Linked DNA regions of Sus scrofa: region 2 is linked to region 1. A link is a contact called in public Hi-C data. All regions are on one chromosome and are shown on one strand. Each heading gives the region's core, a stretch centred on a gene start, on an enhancer-like site or on the middle of the called end of the contact. The rest is flanking DNA. Distances are from core to core; before and after follow the strand shown. Region 1 holds the start of C4A (complement C4A (Rodgers blood group)). Region 2 has its middle 10 kb from the start of C2.

Region 1 (4,244 bases), core at 1,292-3,791:
GCGACCTTAGCTTCCAGCAGGACCAAATGACACAGACTTTTGGCTTCAGGGATCCGGAGATCACGTGAGACCTGGGGGACCATCTGCATCAGGCATCGGGCCCCTCCCTGCCCCTCTCCTGTGCCATCTGGCCTTGTCCTCTTCCTTTCGGTGAACCTGCTGTAAAGGCTGACTCTTCTTTGTAATAAAATGGCCTAAGTCTGTGCTCCTCCCCCAAGAGAAGAGGCCTGTCTTACCCGGGGCCTTGGAAAGAGCCCAGGACTAAAATCAGGCAATCTGGTGGCTAATCAAATACAGAGAGAGGCCTGGCAGGAGCGATAAACGCCTGACGGGAATCATGTTGATATTTAGGGGAAAAGGGACTGGCTGGGGCTCTGATGCCCCGAAGGCTTTCACATGCAACAGAGCAGCAGCTGGGCAAGGGTTAAATACAGATAGCCTTCCAAGAGGCTGTATCTGGCTCAGGCTCCCTGCTTTGTAACCCACGGAAGCATTTTGTAAACTTTTTTTCCAGTAAGGTGGGGTTAGAACTGCTGTGAGGTGTGTGTAGGTGGTGGCGGGAACCTGGGAGGAAGGCCCTTGTCTCTCCCCGGTGGTGGATCTGAGAGTGTGTCGGGCACGCATCAAGGAAGGCTTCTGAGAGGAGATGTTTTAGTGACCAGGTAACAATAATAGGAAAAGAAAGAGCGGGGACAGGGCAGTCCGGTGGGACGAGGGAGCAAGCAAGCTGCTTCGGGGCCCGGAGTGGCGTGGTGTGAGCAGGGAACTGCCCCGGGCTGGGCTTCTGTTGTCCAGTCCCCTTGCCTGGGTGCCCAGGCTTCTGGAGACTTAGGGTCCAAACATTAGCAGGCAGGGAGGAGAGAGGGTTCTCAGAGGCAGTGCCCATGTCCCCCTCTTAGGCAGCTGGTGAATGCCGGGGTCCTCACTGTCCGAGACGCTGGAAGTTGGTGGCTCGCTGTGCCCGGAGCCGGGAGGTTCATCAAGTGTTTTGTTAAAGGTATCCTGCCTGTAGCTCAAGCCCGCAGCCCCTCAAGAACACCTTTTGGGGGCTCCTCAGGCCTCCAGGCCTTACTCGCCTCTCCTCTCTCCCGTGCCCTTGCCTCCTCCAGGGCGCCAGGCCGTCCTGGGCATGGTCAGGAAAGCCAAGTACCGGGAGCTCCTCCTCTCGGAACTCCTGGGCCGGCGGGCACCTGCCACGGTGCGTCTGGGCCTGGCCTATCACGTGCACGACCTCATTGGGGCCCAGTTGGTGGACTGGTGAGTCTTGCCCCCTCCCCCCCCTTCCCCTCGCCTCTGGCAGGGGACAGAGCAATGACCCAAGGTGAGATTTCGTCCCCACTCGTGCTTCATTCGCTAGCGAAGCCCAGCTCCTCTCTGGTTTTCTGGAACCCGGGAGTATCCCTGGCCACGTTCTGAGTTCTTCCTAGACCTTGGGCCTAGGTGTCTCGCTCCAGCCTTGTCTTTCTCTTGCCCAGTGTCTCCACCACTTCTGGTACCCTCCTCCGCCTGCCGGAGACGTGAGGATTCTGCTCATCGTTGGACATGTCCCCAGCATGGGGAGCGAGGGGCCCAGGCGCGCCGTCCCACCCTGGCTGACATAGGGTCACCTTGGGAGGGTTTGGGAGCCACGATGAGTGTTGGGCTTGTGTCTGTGCAAAGGGTCAGATGTGCCCGCTGCTGTTTACCTGGGCTCCGACCCAGTGGTGGGGTTTGGGCAGTGCCTCTCTGCCCTTTGCTGAAAGTGGAACCAGAAACTGCCCAGGCCATGGCTGCTGCCTTCCACGCAGCAAGCTGCTGCCGCTGCCCTGTCTTGGGATGGGAAGCAGGGGTATCTGGAGAGGCTGCCGAAGGAGGGTTCTTCTCCCGACATGTTGGGTTGAAACTGCCAAATAAAGTATTTCTGCCTGTGACATTTTCTGCATGTCTTGTTTAATGTGTCGTGTGTGTTCGGGCACCTCATTTCGGGGTAGCGGTACAGCCAAACTTGGGCCTGAGCTTTGCCTCATTGTTCAGAGAGAAAAAGGGGACATCAAGGTCAGTCCCCCTCGCCCGCCCCGTGGGGTGGTGAGGATATGCTGATCTAAACCACAGAATTTCTGAGTGAGCCTCCAGCACACCAAAACCTAGTGGAGGTCAGTTCTTGTGGGGGTTATAGTGAGAGACAAGTGTCTTAGTACCTTGTTTTGTGGGTCCAACAAAGGAACCACGTGTCTCCAGCCGCTTGCTGAGCCACGTGGGGCCCTCCTGCACCTGTATCCTCGTGTACAAGCTACACCTGAGAGCATGTAGGTGCAGACACACACCCGGCTACATCCTGTAGGGGAGGTGCCCAGGGCACTGGGATAAGAGGGGTTAACAGGGAAGGGCTGGACCTCTCTCTGGGCCGTGATTTCCTCAGAGACCCAGGTGTCCGGGGCGCACCCCCCAATCCTGGGCCTGGGGCCAGTTGCTGTTCTTGGCTGTCACGTGGTTTCCCAGCTTGGCTGGGCCAGGGGAGGAGCAAGGTCCAGAGTCAACCCCGCTCCCAGCCCCAGGGTGACCAGAAAGGAGCAGGCGGACAGACAGGTCTGATCCCTCCTGAGTCCTCCAGCCATGAGGCTCCTCTGGGTGCTGATCTGGGCATCCAGCTTCTTTGCCCTGTCTCTGCAGAAGCCCAGGTCCTGGAAGCAGGATGCTAGAGACCCCAAGCAAGGCCAGGGCTGGCGAGGGGACAGCAGGCGTGGGGTGGGGCAGGGGGACCCGATTCGGGGGTGAGGGGTGGAGGGGCCTGAGGTGGGGTGGCTGCTGACTCCCGCCTGTTCTTCCCAGGTTGCTCCTGTTCTCTCCTTCTGTGGTTCACCTGGGGGTCCCCCTGTCAGTGGGGGTGCAGCTCCAGGATGCTCCTCCAGGACAGGTGGTGACAGGATCGGTGTTCCTGAGAAACCCATCCAGCACTCGTGACCGTTGCTCCCCAAAAGTGGAGTTCAGCCTCAGCTCAGAAAGAGACTTTGTACTCCTCAGCCTCCAGGTAACGGCCGCCGCTCCCTGCCGCCACCACCTGCCGCCTGCCACACTGTCCTCTGTGCTCTTGTTCCTTCCCAACGCCCCTCCCCTCCTCCCAGCCCAGGGTCTCCCCCGGTTCTGTCTCAGGGTCTCTTTTTCCTTCTGCTCTGTCTCTGACCCACTCTCGCTCCCTCTCTGGGCAGATCTCCGTGGCAGGCGCCAAGGAGTGTGGGCTCCATCTTCTCCGCAGAGCCCCCGACGTGCAACTGGTGGCCCAGTCATCATGGCTCAAGGACTATCTGTCCAAAAAGACCAACATTCAGGGAGTCAACCTGTTCTTCTCCTCTCGCCGGGGGCACATCTTTCTGCAGACTGACCAGCCCGTTTATAACCCGGGCCAGCGGGGTGCGTTTCAGCCCCGGGGCCCCCACTTCGCAGCCCTTCCCAGCCCCTTGAGTGATGGCACCCACAGCCCTGGAAAGTACCCCACAGGAAGGCTGCTTCCCAAATATTTATTCTCCTCCCCGACGCTCCCTGGAAGGGGCCCCAGGGCCAGGGCCCACCCTCTCCTGGCACTTGGCCTCTGGCTCACGTCCTCACCCTCCATTTCCAGTTCGGTACCGGGTCTTTGCTCTGGATCAGAAGATGCGCCCGACGGAAGAAACCCTCACGGTCATGGTGGAGGTGAGTCCCTGACCTCTGACCTTCCGGATCGGCCAGGGCTGCCGATCGGATCCCCGACCCTGACCGCTTCCATTCCCATCGCAGAACTCTCATGGCCTCCTCGTGCGGAAGAAGGAGGTGTATGTCCCCTCGTCCATCTTCCAGGATGACTTAGTGATCCCAGACATCGCCGAGTGAGCACCCCCACCTGCTCCCTCCCACCTCCCCAACTCCCACGTCCACCCAGTCACATCCGGAGCCCCCTGGGCCTCTGGTTCCCCTCTTCCTGGGGGGGCGGGGTCCCTGGCCCTCAGCTGGCCTCTCGCACACATGGGCTGAGTCCGCCCGCCTTGTCTGTGCTCAGGCCAGGAACTTGGAAGATCTCAGCCCGATTCTCAGATGGCCTGGATTCCAACAGCAGCACCCAGTTCGAGGTGAAGAAATATGGTAAGAGCCCCTTTCCTGCAGGGAATAAGGGGTGAGGGTGGGGACAGGGCAGGGTCAGGGGATGGGGCTGCCCCAGCCAAGAGGGGGGAGGAGTCCCTAAAGGGTCTTTTCAGGGAGTTCCCGTTGTGGTCAGTGGTAATGAACCTGCCTAG
Region 2 (4,244 bases), core at 851-3,350, 57 kb before region 1:
GCCACCAGGGAAATCCCTTGTCTTTTTATTATTTTGTTTAGTCTTAGTCACTGAATGGCCAAAGGGGGTTAAAAATATTTTCTTTTTTTAACTTTTTATTATGGAAAATTTAAAACACAAAAGTAGGGAGAACAGTATATGAAACTCCCATGTACAGATCACCCAGCTTCAACAATTTTCAACAGTTTGCCAGCCTTTCTTCATCTGGCCTCCCCCTCCCACTAGAGAATTTTAAAGCAAATGCCAGACATCTATCAGCTCATTTATAAATACTGCTGTTTACATACCCAACATCAAAAGACTTTTAAAACGCTATCACCACTAGGATGTACTATATAGCATAAGGGATACGGTCAATAATATCGTGATAACTTTGTATGGGGACAGATGGTTACTAGACTTACGGTGGCAATTATTTCATAATGTGTACAAATGTCAAATCTTTATTTGTATGTGGTATACCTGAAACTAATGTAATATTATATGTCAACTATATTTCAGTCAAAAAAAAAAAAGAAAAAAGAAAAAGAAAAAAAACATCACAGGAGTTCCCATTGTGGCACAGTGAAAATGAATCATGAAGATGTGAGTTCGATCCCTGGCCTTGCTCAGTGGGTCAGGGATCTGGCATGGCGATGAGCTGTGGTGTAGGTTGCAGGTGCAGCTTGGATCCCGCGTTGCTGTGGCTGTGGCAGAGACCAGCAGCTGCAGCTCCGATTCAACCCCTAGCCTGGAAACTTCCATAAGACATAGTATGGCCCTAAAAAGCAAAAAAAAAAAAAAAGTTATGGTGATTATTTTAAAAAGTGTTAGAATTGTATTATGGTTGTGTTTTCCGTTATCTTACAGAGGTAGGTACTGATGTATATTTACAGGTAAAATGTAATATGATGTCTTGGATTTGTTTAAAAATCATCCTGGAAGGAGTGGGTGGGTGTAAGAAACGAGCCAGGACTGTCTGTGTATTCGTGATGGTTGAAGCTGAGGGATAGGCACACAGAGCTTCGTTATACTATTTGCTCTACTTTTGCAGTTGTTCGAAGTTTTACAGGATAAAACTTGATCTGTGTGCAGAGCCTGCATCAGAATCCCTTGTTAGTAGCCCAGCAGGGGCAGTTCTTTCGGTGCAATGGTTACATGCAGGCAGCTGTCCAAGCGCCTTTTTCCTGGAAACGGCTTTTATAGGACTCCTACCAGAGACCCAGACTGAAGACACAAAGGAGGTGCCAACTCCCTCAGAGACCTCCTGCCTGCTTCCAGAGCTTTCTCCTCAGCTCCTCGTGTTGCCCTCCATCTATCTGAACAGGAACCGTTCATACCCAACAAAAACTCCAAGAGCAATAAAGGGGATTTGATGAAAAGTAAATCTCTCTCCTTGCCCCACACCCCACTTTTCAGCCCCCAGTTCTATGCAGAGGCAGCTCTCCCATCCGCTTTCCTGTCCTTCCAAAGAAACTTCACACAGGCGGAGGGTACATGTGGTTACTTCCTCCCCATCCACCTCCTTTGCATAAATGGTAGCATCCCGTGCACAGGGTTTTGAGAGTCTCCTTAGTTAAAAAGTATAGAAGGTCCTGCTGCGGCACAACGGGATTGGTGGCATCTCTGGAGCACCAGGATGCAGGCTCGATCCCTGACTGGGTACAGTGGGTTAAGGAGCCCACATTGCCGCAGCTGCGGTGTGGGTTGCCCTGTGGCTTGGATCTGATCCCGGGCCTGGGATCTCCATATGCCACAGGTGGCAAAAAAAAAAAAAAAGGATATGTTGTATTATGTATACCGTCTCAAGACTCTCCACTTTGTACATACAGATGAGCTGTAAGCTTTCAGAGGCTGCACAGTTTCCACTGTCCAAACCGCAATGGATCAGGGGTCAGTCCTCTGCTGATGGACACGGGTTATTCCCAAACCTTTGCTCTTGGTCACGGTGAATGTTGCAATGGACGTCTTTGTACATTCCCCCTTCCACCCCTGCGGGGGAGAGGATCGTCTCATTTTATTAGTCCCAACTTAATTCTTAGGGGTACCCTTAACTGGAGCGTGTTGTGCTGTTGGCTCCATGTGTGACGGGTGATGAAATCGGATGAGTAATGTTATTGAACAGAATAGGGTGAGTAATGCTATGAAACGGCTAATAAATTTGTCAGGTTGAACCCGAGGTTCCAGGCTATCTTCAGTCAAAGACTGAATTCCTTCCACCACCCTGGGGCTGGGGTTGAGGCAGGAATGCACGGCACGAACATCCATCCTGTCTACACTGTGAAGTCCTTGGCAGCATTGGGGGTGGGGAAGGGAGGCCTCTATCTTTGAACCCCAGGGCCCTGTGTTGGTGGGAGGGACTGAGTAACCAGAAGAGGGAAGAAGATAGACAATCCCCCTCATTCCCTACATCTCCCCACCCCACCATCTCTGCTCCCCAGAATGCAGAGGAAAACATTAGGGAGGCTTTTTTTTGGCCTTGCCCAGACATGCAGAAGTTCCCAGGCCAGGGATTGAACCCAGGCCACAGCAGTGACAATCTGGATCCTTAACCACTAGGCCACCAGGAAACTCCCAGAGAGGCTTTTTTTAGGGCCGCACCTGCGGCATATGGAGGTTCCCAGGTTAGGGGTTGAACCGGAGCTGTGGCTGCCAGCCTACACCATAGCCACAGCAACGCAGGATCCGAGCCACATCTGTGACCTACACCACAGCTCTCAGCAACCTCAGAGCCTTAACCCACTGAGTGAGGCCAGAGATTAAACCTGTGTCCTCATGGATGCTAGTCAGAGTTGCTGACCGCTGAGCCATGACAGGAACACCTAGAGAGGCCTTTTGAATGAAATGGCAGAGAAACTGCAGCTGGGTCTCTCCTTGCCCCAAAGCTAAGTCAAGGAGGGTGGGGATGGTGAGGGAGGAGCCAGGGAGTTTACAGCCAGAGGCCATCCCTCCCTCTGCCCTTTTCCAGCTGACCCCCGAGTACCTGGGCCATGATCACCACCCTCTCACCTGGGCTACGCAGGCCAGCCTCCCCATAGGTAGCAGGAAGTGAGGGAGGGGAGATTACATGCCCCCCAGCCCCCCCAGGACTGGGAGACCCAGAGGGATGGGATGGACAGGGGTGAGGTCGGGGTAGTAGTGACGGCAGACAGACACACTGCCCCAGCCCAGGCCTGGCTGTTCTCAGAGGCTGAATTGCCATCTGAAGGAGTTGTGGCCCTTTATAGGAGGTCAGGGACAGGCCTTTTGTTTCTTGGGAGGTGCCCACTCCACCGTTGCTGAATTCTCAGGCATTGGTTGTGCAATGGATGGGTAAAAAGAGGAGGTTCAGAGTTCCGACCCAGAGTCTGGACCTACAGGGTGGTCTCTGGCCTCTGGAGGAGTCTAGGAATGGGAGAGGGGCAGGGGCTGGGCATAACCCTTTTCTGAGGCCCTAAGGATGATTTATGCAAAGGTTCCTCAAGGTCACAGTTGGGCAATTGGTTCAAAGTAAGCAGGTCAGTGCAGGGTGGGATGGGGGTGGTTGTGTACAGTGTGCGCTAACAGTAGCCTGTGTTAGAGGAAGGAGGTGGGGTCTGACTCAAAGTTAAATTTTTTTTTTTTTTTGTCTTTTTGACATTTCTTGGGCCGCTCCTGCGGCATATGGAGGTTCCCAGACTAGGGGTCTAATCGGAGCTGTAGCCACCAGCCTACACCAGAGCCACAGCAACGTGGGATCCAAGCTGCATCTGCAACCTACACCACAGCTCACGGCAATGCCAGATCCTTTAACCCATTGAGCAAGGCCAGGGACCGAACCCGCAACCTCATGGTTCTTAGTCAGATTCGTTAACCCTGCGCCACGATGGGAACTCCTCAAAGTAAATATTTTTATTTAAAGAGAAATGGAGCAGTTCCCCTCGTGGCTCAGCGGTTTACGAATCCGATTAGGAACGATGAGGTTTCGGGTTCAATCCCTGGCCTTGCTCAGTGGGTTAAGGATCCAGCGTTGCCGTGAGCTGTGGTGTAGGCCACAGACGTGGCTCGGATCCCACGTTGCTGTGGCTCTGGCGTAGGCCGGTGGCTACAGCTCTGATTGGACCCCTAGGCTGGGAACCTCCATATGCCGAGGGAAATGGTTAAAAAAAAAAAAAAAGACAAAAATAAAATAAAATAAAAAGAAATGGAAGGAATAGAAACCAAAGATGATTTTTTAAAAAAATCTTTTTAGGGCCGCCTTGTGTCATATGGAGCTTCCCAGGCTAAGGGTCAAATCGGAGCTACAG

Evidence for each region. Hi-C and Micro-C count contacts between places; a contact is called where the count stands out from the background.
Region 2: a Hi-C map of liver shows a contact between it and region 1, with 2.2 times the contacts expected there. The contact joins the enhancer-like site here to the promoter of C4A in region 1. A contact is called at or near these places in 1 of 5 promoter capture datasets (liver), 3 of 47 Hi-C or Micro-C datasets (all in liver) and 2 of 2 datasets of contacts at active chromatin or transcription factors (alveolar macrophages and skeletal muscle).

What each region holds. Positions count from the first base shown.
Region 1 is chr7:24,065,478-24,069,721 of Sscrofa11.1, forward strand. C4A (complement C4A (Rodgers blood group)) reads left to right here and starts at 2,542. Exons shown (of 41, transcript NM_001123089.2): 1 at 2,542-2,657; 2 at 2,809-3,007; 3 at 3,186-3,387; 4 at 3,596-3,666; 5 at 3,751-3,839; 6 at 4,010-4,092. The coding sequence starts at 2,593. It overlaps STK19 (serine/threonine kinase 19), which reads left to right. Exons shown (of 7, transcript NM_001128450.1): 4 at 1-64; 5 at 900-997; 6 at 1,110-1,257; 7 at 1,476-1,921. The coding sequence ends at 1,521.
Region 2 is chr7:24,008,436-24,012,679 of Sscrofa11.1, forward strand. No RefSeq gene overlaps it. Among named protein-coding and RNA genes, the nearest start is that of C2, 10 kb to the right of the region's middle. Within about 2 kb of position 2,101, at least 13 of the 83 cell types and tissues checked have an H3K27ac peak or open chromatin away from gene starts, as enhancers often do. A contact at or near this core is called in liver, where this site is marked.